Regions from separate parts of the Siniperca chuatsi genome. Here region 2 is linked to region 1. The links are chromatin contacts, called in public Hi-C maps. All regions are on one chromosome and are shown on one strand. The core of a region is the stretch at or near the end of the contact, and the rest is flanking DNA. Distances in the headings are between cores, read along the strand shown. Region 1 holds the start of exosc5 (exosome complex component RRP46). Region 2 overlaps ppp1r13l (relA-associated inhibitor).

Region 1 (7,201 bases), core at 3,114-5,613:
TGCGCACTGTGACATGCAAGTTCCTAGAGACAAAGATGGGGAAATTCAATTTTGTAACAACAAAAACTTTTTTTTTTTAAATCATGTACGACACAAACTAAATTTGATTTACAACTCGGAGACATTACGCTAGTTTACATCAGACAATTCAGAAAGTACAAACTATATTTGTGATATTTTTGTTGTAGCTGGACTAGTTAACTCATTGATGGGCTTGTTCTCTGTTGCGCTGGAGTCAGATTAATGTTAATGTAAACAAAGCCCAGAAATTATAAGCAGCAGACCTTTGATAGACTACTATGACATCAGAGCAGCAGAGTATTGTGGGAGTTTTTTAGTTGGAAGACGTACAAGCCTCGGGGACCCAGATGTGCGCACTCCTAATTGCACTCCTTTTGGATTAATTGTTTGGGGTGGGGGGATATTTCGCATTCTTATCCTCTATCTAAAATTCGTCTTTCCTTGTATCGTGACTCTGTAATGCTCAGAGGCATTAATGATGTAGTTCAGGAAACAGGGCCACCTATAGTTGTAACCTATCTGGTAGTGATGTAATATGCTGCATTATTATTTATTCTCTATTATTGGTATTGTGCTCATTTTTGGGCCTGTACTGTTAGTTTTTGTTGCTGCTGATTGGTTGGTTTTATTCGCCTCCTTTATGCCTGTGTAGTCATTGCATCTCTGTACTCTTGTGGCTTGTTTAGTGGCTTAGCAAGTAACTTTGTGGCTTTGGTCTTAAGATAAAGTGTATGTTATTATGTATAGCTATTTAAGGTCACATTACATTGTAGTAAAATTTAGTAAAATTAACTTGTATTTCATTTAAATAACAGAACAGTAAACCATGATGAAAATGAAAACTTCATATGATGAGAAGAGAAACCACATGTGATGAGCTTTAAAGGGTCAGTTCACCCAAATTACAAAACTATGGCTAACTATGCACCACAGTTGCACCTCTACAATTGCAAGTATTTCTGTAACACAGAAGAAGCTTTACTTCTTATATACTAAGTTACATTATGCACGATGTGAAAAAGCCACTGATGTGAATAAAGCGACACAGCCTGTTATGTTGAGTTACATAAGTGCAGTTTAACAAGTTGGCATGTCTGTCTCTGATAGCTAATGTTAGCTTGCGGTCGACAGTGCGGGTAGTTTAGCCATTTTTTTCTTTTCTTTTATAACTAACACCACTGTCGATGGCCATAACGTACAACCACGAGTGGAAAGTGGTTGTTGTGTATTTGGAGTAAATCCCTCCAAAAACTCCTCTCACCCTCCAACACGCCCAGAAAGCTGCTCTCGCGCCCACTTCGTCTCACCACACGCCCCGCACGTCTGCGCCATCTTGGCTGCAGGTTTCTAAAGTTGTGAGTTGGGTGTTGTCGCCCCGCTCGAAGCCTGTCAGGCACACCGTCTTCTCAGAAACCCTAACTATTGCTTAATGGTAATGTTTATTTGCATAATCGAGATGCTACACACCCAATAAAGCAGCACATGTATCATCCACCACTCTTTCTCTGTCAGAAATGCTGTGTTTTTACTGATGAGCTTGCATTTACAATACAAACACTAAACTGTTGCCTAATGCATTTACCCCAATATACATTCATTATTCTAATGTATTTCATCCCCACCTTGTCGCATCAATGGACAGGGAGGCTGCTGAGGTCCTACTGGACTCTAACTGGACTTAGAGTCCAGTAATTTCTGGCATCTTTTAAACTAATACTGTTAAAAAGGCCATTATATTCATCAGAATAATATGCCTTCTGATATACTTCTCTCTCTCTGTTGCCGAGATTGAATGATTGAGGCACAGCATCCAGCACAGCAGCCAATCAGCGTTCACGGATCGACGTGCAGGCGATCATCCCGCCCATAGCGCTCAGTGCAAAGATGAAAGCGAGTCCAGCGGGGCGTTGACACAGATGCTGAACTTTTCTGTTTTATATCTTCTATAGTTTATTCATCGTTCGGGTGTTGTGCGTCTATTGAAAAAAGACCACACACACACATACTGAAAACACCCAACTAAGTAAACTTTTCAACTTTCTACTCATAACTGAGTTGTTGTGGTGACAAATAAACGGGTTACTCCCATATTTCAACCATCTTTGCCTGTCTCTTACCGGACACCCTGTGGCGGGTTTCAAACCTAACCAGCAATATACTTAATGGGAGTGTGCTACCAACAGCTAACTCATCTTTTCAAATACATCCATTTTTGCACACCTTACAGCAATTTGCACATTGTATGCATGCACATGTTTAAAGGCCATACCTTTTTACTTTTAACTCTTATGTTAGTACTTGTGTTTTGATTTTTTATTGCACTATTCTTTGCTCAGTGTGGTTCGTTCGTGAACTGCTGCTGTGACATGAGAATCCCCCCCACCCCCGGGTACAAATTAAGTATCTATCTACCTCTCTAATCTCAAAGACTTGGTGGAGTTTGTTGGTCGGGCGCTGCGAGGTGCTGCCTGAAAGTCCAAACTCAGGTATTAACTTTGTGACGAAGCGTCGATAGCGTAGACATGGACGTAGTGTCAGTGACGTCACCCCGTAGGTTTCTGAAGGTGTCGCCATCTTGGCAGTCCACGACTCCGGCTACTCCAAAAATGGGCAGAGAGGTGGAGCTGAGGCGGGCCGAAGGGAGCCTGGTCGCTGAACCACTTAGCGGCAAGGCCAGAGATCACCCACCTGTCACTCAAAGCGGCCACGTCCTTAATCACGCGTAATTTTAAGCCTTAATATCATTTAAACAGGTGAGTTAAAAATTCACCCCCTCACAGTTGTCGTAAAGGTGCAATGAAGTGCTTGGTGTTTTTGTTTAGTCAAAATATGACATCTGCTGGCCAAACTATTGTATTGCATTTGTACAAAAGCATTCCAATACCTTTTGATGATTGATACCAAACATTGAGTCAAAATATGAATGAATCAACTGCTGTCTTCCTCGATCTTTTGTTCAACAGAGGCCATTTTATATAAATTAACCCCCTTTATACAGATTCCACGGGTCCGCTTTTAAATATTGTGGTAACTTGACAAATACGTCCTGTATCATAAAACAAGCGGCTTCCATGCCCTCTAGTTGACAAACTGCAATACATTGAATATGTCAAGTCCTTTATGGTTGTGGACTCACTAATCCACAATGTCTGCTAACTGCTAATCATGAAAAAAACAACCCCTGGATTTTGGAGGATTCCTCTTCTTGTGCAAGGTCAAAATAGTTGTTCAACCTTTTCTTTGTACAACGGAACTGCTTGTCTCACATATTGCTGTATCCGTATCATTGTAATACGGCAAGGGCAAACGCACTGCCACTTATGAAAACATGCAAATAGACAAAACACAAGCAAATTAAGAAAAACATCTTCATCAATTTGCGCTGCAAATACGCAGAACAACAGAAGTGTTTCTTTTCACTAAAAAGTGCTGATCATGACTTGGACAGCTTGTTGTTGCCAGAGTTTTATTTTATACAGTCCATATTTATGATGGTCTGTGATTCATCCACGTTTATTTCTGACTTCTGCTGCTACTCTACTCTGCGCATGCGCTGAAAAGTGACCGCTGCAAGACCTTGCAGAGCAAAAAAGTGGAACTATCAGTAATTTTAATGATTTGTGAGGAGATTAAGTGTTTATGACAGATATTAACCTAGGAAACGCTATCTATGTGCACTTGGCCCCTCCAACGTTCATAACAAACGACAGTCCGTCTGTTATCACTGATGAAGCGGGGTATTATTTCTGATAAACAGCAGTTTTCCTGAAAAAAAAATTCAAATTCCTTCAAATTTACTAATTTAATTTTCAGTTTCAAAAATGCTTTACAAACTAGGTGGAGATGAGGTTATGTTTCTATATTTAGAAGGGGGTGTATTTAAAATAACGATTATTTACTTGTTTATTTATTTGTCATCCAGTGGTGACAGTGGCGAACTGCAACATTAAATTCGTCAGCAGCGTCAATGCAAACATGACAGCATACGGCTTCACTTCATGTGAATACTTTAATGGTCACCTTTAGAGATCGCAACTTAAGTTTTTTCAGTGATACATACTGACATATTAATTTCGTCAAGCCAACGTCAATGCAGCAATGCTAACACTTCCGGTGAATATTTTATATATAATATCCGGTGAAGCGATCAGAAATTATCATGAAACGATCATATTGATTGTCAAAGTTTGAGACTATAACTCCACATATTTTTCAGTGGGAGTAATACAGATACATATACTGATTAGTAGAATTATATAGAGGTATCAATAAGGGTACATTTCGTAAATGTATGTATTACATCCTTGTTCTTATGTCATCAGTAAGGGCCCCAAAAATGGCAAAACAGATTACGTCACTCTCCCGCGACACACTAATTTTCCACCGTGATAGCAGCGGCACGATGGAAGTGTGCGACTCTTCAAATGTTTCCTTGAGAGAGTTTGGTTGTGAACAGAGTTTACTGTCTCGACCTGACGGTTCAGCGTCCTTCGTCCAAGGTAACAACACATAGAAATGTGAGTCGGAGTCGGCCGTAAAAGGCAGCAAGAAGTCGGGCTGTTGTTAGCCTAGTTATAACGAACCGCGTCAGTCAAACCCGGTTTACCGGTAACCCATGTATAACCAATGATTATAATTGAGTTTCTGATTGCTGAAATTTCTTAGCCTGTCATTGCGTTTAAACACATCAAACAGTAAGCAGCAGCAACTGTTTTGGTTAAATTTTGTTGGCTTAAATATCTAATAGCTTGGTGGTGCTGCAGAAACTTAATGTGGCTGTCAAGTTTTTAGTTCGTGTCTGTGTGTAGGTTCTGCTCTGTTGCTCATTGAATTGATATAGTTTTGTTTGTCAGCAGTTTTACATCATATAACAGAATCGTATTAATCTAACTTTAAAAAAAGTGAACTTGATGGTGTGTTTCATAAAGTTGGAAGCAAGAAGATGCAGACATCTATCATGTTTGGTGGTGCTGCAGAAACTTAAGGTGGCCGTTAACAAGTTTTTAGTTCATAACTTGGGTAGAAATATAACACACTTTGTGATTGAAATGTCAAGCATAAATTGTTTGGGCTTTTACAACAATGTAACTGTCCTAAAAGGTGGTTTCCAGTTCATTATAACTAAAATATGTTGTCAAACTCTTGTCTGGAACAGAACTCCTGATACACAACCTTTTCTATCAGCCTTTGAGCTGTTTGCTCCTGTTTCGTGAGTCTGTACAGATTGAAAACCAATACATCCATGGTGAAAATTGAAAGCAGCAGTGATGTAACATTACCATCTTCCAAACACTCATCAGTGCATAATGTAGCACATAAACTTAAATCAAACCTTGGCTTTCAATGTTTAAGTCCCCTGTTTACAAAAACACGTGTGGCCTGAGCATCTGTTAGTACATTGCTCAGTGTCAGGCCCGTAGACTGTATGGTCAGGTCTATCATTCATTGTACAGTTTGGAATTTATACATCTAAAACTTTTGATCTCTGAATGCATCACTGTTGAGGAAGCAAAATAGCTGTGGCTAATTTAATGTGGTTAGGGAAGATTTTGTTTTGTATGATGGCCTCTGTCTGTAGTTGCTTTTTCTGTACACTTAAAAGTGAAAAGTTTCTTTCAACATTGGTCCTAAATTTCACACATGTACAGTGTAAGTGCCGGTTGGCCTCTGTCTCATTCTGTTTTAAATGATTTCACGTTACTCCTCTTATTGGGGCCGTCTGCAGCAGACACTTAAATGGTCACAGCGTCTATCCTTTTCTCCCTTGTAGTCTTCCTATTTATTTGTTATTGTCTGTATTCTGTTGTTTTTCAGTTAAAACATAATTTCCCCACCTGGATCAATAATGTGTTTTCTGTTGTTCTTTTGTTCTCATGTGAAGGAGACACAAGTGTGTTGGCCGGAGTGTACGGACCAGCTGAGGTCAAAGTCAGCAAGGAGATCTATGACCGGGCGACACTGGAGGTGTTGGTACAGCCCAAAGTGGGACTGCCAAGTAAGTGATATAAAAAGAAGAAAATGATTTCTCATTATGCAGCTTTATTTGATTTGTTTATTGGAAGTCTAATGCTGTTCCTGAATGTTGTTCTAATGCAATGTGGGCAGTTTAAATCTTATTGTATGGGTGATGGCATTTATTCTTTAAGCTTTCTAACACTTACTTTGTTAAAGAAGTACTTTTGAGTAGAGCTGGAAGATCTATTCATAGACAACAATGTGCTATAAAGTCACAAGATCCTCTTCATTTGCTGTAATGGTGTAAACATGAAATATTTAATTTTTTCAGGATACTGTAGTTACAATGCACTGTTGAAATTTGGACAAATTGTTATGCACTTTAGAAATAAATGTTTCCACAAGCTTCTTTAGGGGAAATTAGGAAATTTAAGGTGATCTTTAGGGTTTTAGGAGGCCTTTTGGGTCAATTTTACAGACTTGTCCACTTCTACTGTGCAAAAGCTGCCATACCACAACACACCACGAGGTGGAATAAGTGAGCCAGTTGGTTTCCAGTCTGAATCAAGTATGTATCCCAACATTTCCATATTTTCCAGGTGTAAGGGAGCGATCACAAGAGCAATGTGTGCGAGAAACCTGTGAGGCCTCTCTGCTCATGTCACTTCATCCTCGCTCCTCCCTCACTCTCATTCTTCAGGTGTTACATGATGATGGTTCAGTATCCTTCAGTGAAACTCTGCTGCATTGTGCTGTAAAGTTAATTTCAAATCTGCTGGTAGGGCATTGAAAAGGTGTCCTAATGGTGTTTCTTGGTGAGTGTTCTTCCTTACCTATTCCTCAGCTCTTGTCCTGCTCTTTGAATGCTGCCTGTATGGCTCTTATGGATGCAGGCCTGCCTATGAGTTGTCTGTTCTGTGGAGTGACCTGTGCCATCGACACGGACGGTCAAATCATCACAGACCCCACTGCAGCTCAGGAAAAGGTAAATCTGAGGCTCATGTGTTGTTTTGTGTAAAAAAAATAACCACCCCGAAGCACTTTGATATTGACAAGAACAGCAGCTGGTGTTGTTTGTTAAATGTCTTAAAGTCCTCAGGCGACAAAATAAGTAACACATACAATGTTAATGGATCAGCTGAGAGGAACACATTTTCTCATGTATGCACTCACTGGGGTGAGGGGCATGAGAAGAGGTGGATATATTTTACCGTTACATATCAGT
Region 2 (7,201 bases), core at 1,473-3,972, 38 kb after region 1:
CAAAGAGGCTGGCTCTGATAATGGCCAGCATTTCTGAAATCACTGTGTGTATGTGGGGGTGTTGGGGGCAATGAGGCAGAATTGGACAGAGTGAGGAGAATGTGAATAAGATAAAAACAAAAATGTACAACCATGCTGCAGACTGGGCAAGTAACCGCGGTCCTCCGCCACCCTGAACCAGCTGGCTGCAGACCATGTCAATAAGAGTTCATTTTGCTCCATCGTGGTTATAATGGGGTTTCAATGAGGCATCAAATGAGGTTTGCTTGAACAGAATCACTGTTCAGCAAAAATCTTCACTACTGCAGATACAATTCTTTCTCCAGTGCAGCGCTATCAAAGGTTAACAGGGAGAAAAAAATGCCTTGAGTGCGACTGAATGTTTGTAAAGGAAAATGGGCATTGTGGTTGTAGGCAGGAGCGTGTCTGAGACTCAGTCATCAGAAAAATAGAAATCCCTACACATGATGTAAAGCTATCTAATTCAATAGCCTTGCAATAGATAGAGCTCAGAGAGGGGCAATGTTTAATTTTCTGTTTCAACAGGAAACATTCACAAATGTAATAGTTATAACAGTGCTGTATTGTACTGGATTGCATTATGTTGTGTTTTCTGCAGCAAATATTCAAATATTTAAACCGAAGCAATGTCTCTCCTCTTGTCATAGGTTGCATGTCTATGACTTGTGAGCACTTGAAATTCAAGGAGTAAACCAAGTTCCCTTCATTCATTTTTTTATATTAATAGTTTTATAGAGGTCTGAAGAGGCAAAACTTTTACACAATAAAAAAAATATAAAACTAATTTGTAAGGCAGAAATATGTTTTTTTCTTATCTTATTTATCCATTTAATCATATTGTAACCCCCTCAGATTTCTCTTGTGACCCCCATGTTGGGAACCACTGATTTAAATGACTGCAACTCATCTTTTTTATCATCTAAACCAAAAAGCTACTTGTGATGAAAGAAATTGAATTCCCTCTATGCAAATAATTATATTCAATCTGATGAAGTGACTCTTCTTATTCATCCTCTCTTTGAGATTGTATTTCTTCCTAGAAACCCGCTGAATGAAACTACAGTGATATAAGTCACATTATCTCACCTCCTTGGTTGAGTTGTTGACTTGGATCAAGAAATATAAATATTTTACGAATAAAGATGAGACTTAACATGGCCAAGAGGAGATCTGTTTCAGCAAAACATTATGTATGCTGCCATAGGCTAGTGGACAGTTGACTCCACTTAAATCATCTGAATTATTCACCAGAAAATCTGAAACACTAGCTATTAGCTCACCACAACTATTCACCACAGTGTTTGTGAGTAAATTGTGAATGTGTGTATGTGTCTCTGTGTATGCCATCATCATCATGTTTTCATAATCTACATAAAATTAAAAAAAGAAGAACATTAAAAGGGAAACAGCAGTCAGCTTCAAACAACGTTGACACTAATCTTCCTCAGGGATTGTGATGAAGCATACAAGCGTTGGTGTTTTCTTAATACCAGTGGGGTAGAGATAGTCTACAGATCAAAAGGCTTGAGTCAGACTTAATTAAAAAAATATTAATCATGTGTGTAGTTTTTTTAGTAATTACCCTTATGCATAATAGTGCAGCTAATTGATTCATTAAGAATCACAGCAGTCGCTTGGGTGCTCTGTGGTGTAAAAGAAGAGGAGAGGGAGAAAGAACATGAGAATAAATATAACTTCAAAGAAAAAGAAACAAAGTGCTAAGAAGGTTTAATATAACACACAACATTGAGGACTGATACTGCACAAAACAGCCCCAATAAATGGTGTTTTACTGTATATTAGGTTATACTTGCTGGTAGTAGTGACAAGTGTAAATTTTATGCTGGTGCTGAATTTATACATGATTATACAGTGTCATCTGCTGGTCAGTAATGGACATTTCAGTCTTATTTTAAGCCACAAACAAATGACTGTGAAAAATGATTTCAATGGAAACCAAAAACATGTAAGTCATGTATTTATTGAACATTTAAACTTTTGGTCACTGTGTGCCCCTTGGGAGGTGTTACAGCTTAATTGTACAGCAGTCCCTAGCAACAAAAGCGTTACACTCAAAACTTGATAACATAGAAAACACAAAACAAATGCATCAACAAACTTTCATTCTACCACTGTGAAAACACACACATTCACAAAAAGTACAGTTTCATTGTTATAGAAAACATACGTTCTCTTCCAAACGAGATTCATTTATATAGGCAGCATAAAGGATCTACATAGTGTATAAGGACTAGAGCCAAGTAGAAACCAGCCAGATGCTGTTACGTTTCTGCTGTGGCTGATTAAAAAATAATTCTACAGCCACAAAACCATTAAACATCACTCTTCAAAAATAATATTTGGCTAGTAAAATCATGAATGTGGTTGTTATTAGGATCCATCAGCAATGGTCAGAAAAAGTAGCTTCACACAATAGTTCCAGTAGGCATGGAAATAACACTAACATCGGATAAACTATTTGCAAAAACAGTGATATGTACACAGAGTACATTTTAGAAATATTATAAAAGAATAAAAGTTCCATGTGAACTTCTGACCACTCTCTTTCACTTAAGAGTTTTCGATGAGTCTTTGATGTAGCAGCAGACAACTCTGTTCCAGTAATGAATTTGTTGATTTTGCTCTGATTGAAGCAGCTCTTTTCTAAATTGAGCAATGATGGCTCACGTTTGTTGACAGCATACAGCTACATTGACCTCGCTGGTGAGAGAACTGAACACCAACAGCCACTGTTTGCATTCTGATTACTAACCAGCCAATGAGAACACAGCTGAGAAAAAGAACCTAGGATGGACAGGCATAGCTTGACAGAAAGGTTTAGCACAATACAGAGTTGTAGCTTTCCTAGAAAAACATATCCTACAGTAGAGCCAGTACAAATGATGTCTTCTAAAAAGATTTATCCTTCTCAGTGAGGCCAAAATGACTACTGAGACTTCTCCTTCAACTCTCCTAGACTGACGGATCAAAAACATTTCTCATGCCCAACAGCCTTTTCATAATCACACAGACACAGTCCTTTCAAACAACAGTGTGAAGCAGTAAAGCACAGTTTTTGAGACAGTCCTTTGCGCCTGTTTGACCAGGGTTCATCAAGAGTCCACTTAACAGAGAGATTTTGGTCGAACCTTCGGGAAAAGCTGAAAAAAATCCAAAACATTAACATGAATTTTTCTGCGTTAAAGGTAAGAAAATCAGGAGGTGAAGGCTAAATAGTTCAGCCCTTCTTTTAGAAATTAGTATCTTACCCCAAAGTAGTTGCTTGGAACAAAGCCCTCCCTGCCACAGAGTGAGGCCCACCACCAATCTGACCCTTCAGGTTTCTTCAGGATGGTGACCATGTCTCCCTCTTTGAAGCTCAGCTCATCGGCTGCCTGAGCCGGGTAGCTCCACAGAGCGTACAGCACCCCGCTGTTCTCCACCCCCATGGCCTCCTCCATACCTGGTATTACAAAGTAAGCAGGAGATATATATATGCACGTTTAACACTTACTGTACCAGAAAGTGATAGTTTGGACTGGTGAACAGGGAGACTACTGGTATTTCTTGACCAAAAGTTTACAGGTTATAATATCAGTTTTTGATCACTATAGCTTTATTTTGAAACCTGTAATCTGTATTTTTCCTTAAAGTGTTACTACTTTATTTTCTTACAGTAAAGTAGTATAAGCCTGCCAGTGAACACATGCAAAGTTTTAGTGTAATGTGTTCTAAACAGTGTTTCAAAGGCTTTTCCAGCCTGCCAAAAATGCAGATTTGGTATGAAATAGTCATATTTTAGGATACCAAATATTAGCACAAAAATCCCATATTGTTTAACGCTTGCCATCACAATGTGTCCTGTTGCAGTGTCCTTGAGAAAGATACCAAACCCTATATGTTCCCTATAAGTTATTATGGATGAAAACATCGGCTAAGAGCCATAAATGTAAACTTTTATGATTTTTTTCTTTTATGATGGGTTGTTTTAGCATCAGCGATATTATGAGCATGTGTGTGAAGGACTGATGGGAGACTAAGCTCAAACCCATCACATTTAACAGCGGTACAGTAAGTACAAAGGTCAGAGCCCCAGTAGGTGTATCAACTGTCAAATGGTGTCAATTTATGATTCATTATATTATGATTAACATTTAATAGTGCAGTGTCATAGGGTGTGTGTGTGTGTGTGAGAGTGTGTGTGTGCGTGTGTGCTGTAGTGTTGCATCGTTCACAAACGATTCGTTCAAAAGAACAAATCTTTTGGGTGAACGAACTGAACTGAACTCACTTCCTGAAACGATCCGTTCATTTCTCAGTCAGTTCAGTTGAGCTCTCAGTCACTCACTGATTCAGGCCATTCGTTCGCAGGAGGACTGAGGTGTGTTCAAGACAGCGAATACACAGCTGATTCAGGTTGCTAACATTTAGCTGCAATGATTCAACAATATTGGTCTTGGACTGCAATCAAGATATCTGACACTATCTAGATTGATATTATATGCATAGACTAACATTTAACGTTACTGCACGCAGTGCCGTGTGTGAACACACACACACACACACACACACACACACATAACGTTACTGTTTTGAAAAGAGGACAGCTGTAAGGATTATATAGATTTTTTAGACCTTCAGTGTTTGTTTATGGAGTTTATGGAGTGGTTGCATTGTTGTGTTGCTTGCCTGAGACCAAGTTGTGACAGAATACGAGAGTGACCGTTCTCAGTTCACTATAAGTGAGCAGAATTGAACATTCGGCCGTGTTTCAGTTCAGTGAGTGGAACTATGCAGTTGGAGGTCCGGTCAAGCACTGAATGATTCAGTGAACAAATCTTTTGAACGAATCTTTTTAATGAACAGAGTCTAATGATTCAGTACACTGAAAAGAACTGGTTTGGCAATCGCTAGTATGCTGGTGCATATGTAGGTATAATCGCCTCACCCCTCAGAAAGTTCTCACACTCCTCAAACCCAGCAGCGTAAGGATCACACTTCTGGGAGGCGGTAGCGCCATCGCTCTGTGTCATGGCCATGACTGCAGCTCCATTCCTCACCAAAAACTCACATAGAGGACGGTCGTTACAAGAGGCTGCACAATGCAGCGGAGTCCTGTGGGCCAAAGCACTGGCGGTAATTAAATACATCTAGGGGTACAAGATTGCTGTTCTGAAAATATCACATTGAGACACATTATGAACTCTACAACGCCATTAGCAAAACCCTCACCTCGGCAAACTCAGAATTTAACAAGCCATCTTTTATGTACCAAGTTACACAAAACCTTCACAGGAGGCCAAAGACAATGAGAGAGGATATACGTGGAAAACAACAAGAAAATATTTACCAGCCATGGCTGTCTGGTGCGCTGACATTGGCTCCAGTGCGAACCAGGAAATCCACTACATTGTAATGGCCCCCGCAGATGGCATTGTGAAGGGCAGTGATGCCTTCATCATTGGGTTGGCTAGGGTCGTTCATCTATGGAAAACATTTTACACGGAGTGAGTCAGCACTCAAGATAGTGTGATGTTAAAGGAAGAAGTTTTTCTGTCTTTGTCTATTGTAACTGGCTTTGTCCACTTTATCCTCATTTCAAAACTACTGTCAGAATCACCTTGAGCCAGCACTCAACCCCCAATTGCTGAAATGGAAGTATGAGCAACCTCCAGGCAAATGTGTTTCTGTGTGAGAAAGATGCAGGAATGTGTTGAATAAGGAAATGCAGGCTCAGCAAACTTTCCCTGAGAGAATGAAAGTTAAATATAGTGCTTCTTAAAGTCTACATCCAGTACTGGAGCACCAACTTTTGCTGTCTTAGTTCAGAGTGGTTTGAATGATTTTTTTTCTCTATAAAATGTATTTATGGAAGCTGCTAACGCTAAAAACAATTTAAAATGTTTTTGGAAGATGTAGAATTAGTACCAATGGTAAATATGGAAAACAATATAACCAAAATGACAAATGCAAAGTGCATTATTGCCTTCATTTTAATTATAATTAATCTTTAATTTCAATAATTGTTTTATATAACTATGGTTGGTAGTCTTCACATTTAATCATGCACATTTCTTTGAATAGATTTTACCCTTGTTGTCTACATTTCTTATGATTTTGTTTCTCTTACTGAATCAAAGCTTCATGTTTATTAAAAAAAAAAATTGTATATAATTTTTGGTGCAATGGGTTTAATATTTTAGGTATGATTACTATTACTGGGAGCAGTAGTAGCGGCAGAGTAGTAGTTGTAGCTGCAGTAGAGTAGTAGTAGTGGCAGTGACAGTATATACAATAATGTATATGTACTGTATATTAGTATAGGCCCACACACCTCCTGCACAGCCTTCTGCACTGTCTCCAGTTCTCCGACCAACGCTCCATCCAGCAGCAGGATGAGTGGGCTGATCCGAGCTCGCTTCCCAGAACGTTTCTGCTCCCGATTGGACCGCCGCAGAATGGAATGGTAGCTCTGAAGGGACAAACAGGTTGCAAGCTTGTATAAAGTACAAAAACACTTGACAGCAGAGAATGTCATCCAGCACAATTATTTAAAACAAAATGTAACAGTAGCCATTTTATAATAATAATAATGATCGTTGCCATATCAAGTAGAGTAGTTACATAAAAATATCCCTTTACAGTGCATTGAATGCATAATCAAATATTTATAAATCCCATCATTATTTTATTTCATTATTTAATCCTCTGGTGATTTACTCTATGTTTAATATGTGGTATAAGATAACAATTTTATGTTACACAGCAATTTATTGCATTAACTGGCTTTATCATATTTCCAACTAATTTAAAGGCCATTCTTCCTTTTTTGTTTAACAAATTGACACATTTCTGCTTGTTCAGAGATTATTACACCATCAGTTGCTCTGAGCGCATTTCTTACTCTGAAGTCATGGGGAATCAGTGTCGACATCTGAGGTGCAGGAAAAGGGGCAGGAGGTGTAGCGCTGTCCTCTCCATCTGAGGAGCTGCTGCTCTCGCTACCTTGCTCCCCCTTCTGGCGGTGGTCCTTCCTGCGAAAAAGCTTGTCGATGAGATGTTTATACTGGTTTGGCTGGTAATGGGAGGCCTTCTTCAGGGGCTGTGACTGGTCCACGGAGCCCCGTTTCTTTAGGGCCCGGGGGAATTCTGCCCGGATGCGGAGCAGTTCCTCCAGGTT

What was found. Hi-C and Micro-C count contacts between places; a contact is called where the count stands out from the background.
Region 2: a contact with region 1 is called in a Hi-C map of liver, with 2.2 times the contacts expected there. The contact joins the enhancer-like site here to the promoter of exosc5 in region 1. A contact is called at or near these places in 2 of 3 Hi-C or Micro-C datasets (liver and skeletal muscle).

The regions. Positions count from the first base shown.
Region 1 is chrLG7:26,817,708-26,824,908 of ASM2008510v1, forward strand. It overlaps exosc5 (exosome complex component RRP46), which reads left to right and starts at 4,364. Exons shown (of 6, transcript XM_044202745.1): 1 at 4,364-4,520; 2 at 5,903-6,016; 3 at 6,576-6,697; 4 at 6,821-6,961. The coding sequence starts at 4,424. It overlaps LOC122879066, which reads right to left and starts at 1,413. Exons shown (of 13, transcript XM_044202739.1): 1 at 1,283-1,413; 2 at 1-23. The coding sequence starts at 1,353.
Region 2 is chrLG7:26,856,944-26,864,144 of ASM2008510v1, forward strand. It overlaps ppp1r13l (relA-associated inhibitor), which reads right to left. Exons shown (of 13, transcript XM_044202775.1): 8 at 6,926-7,201; 9 at 6,356-6,493; 10 at 5,372-5,505; 11 at 4,970-5,136; 12 at 3,291-3,484; 13 at 1,983-3,182. The coding sequence ends at 3,147. Among protein-coding and RNA genes, the nearest start is that of tmem91, 16 kb to the left of the region's middle. Within about 2 kb of position 2,723, the one cell type or tissue checked has an H3K27ac peak away from gene starts, as active enhancers do. A contact at or near this core is called in liver, where this site is marked.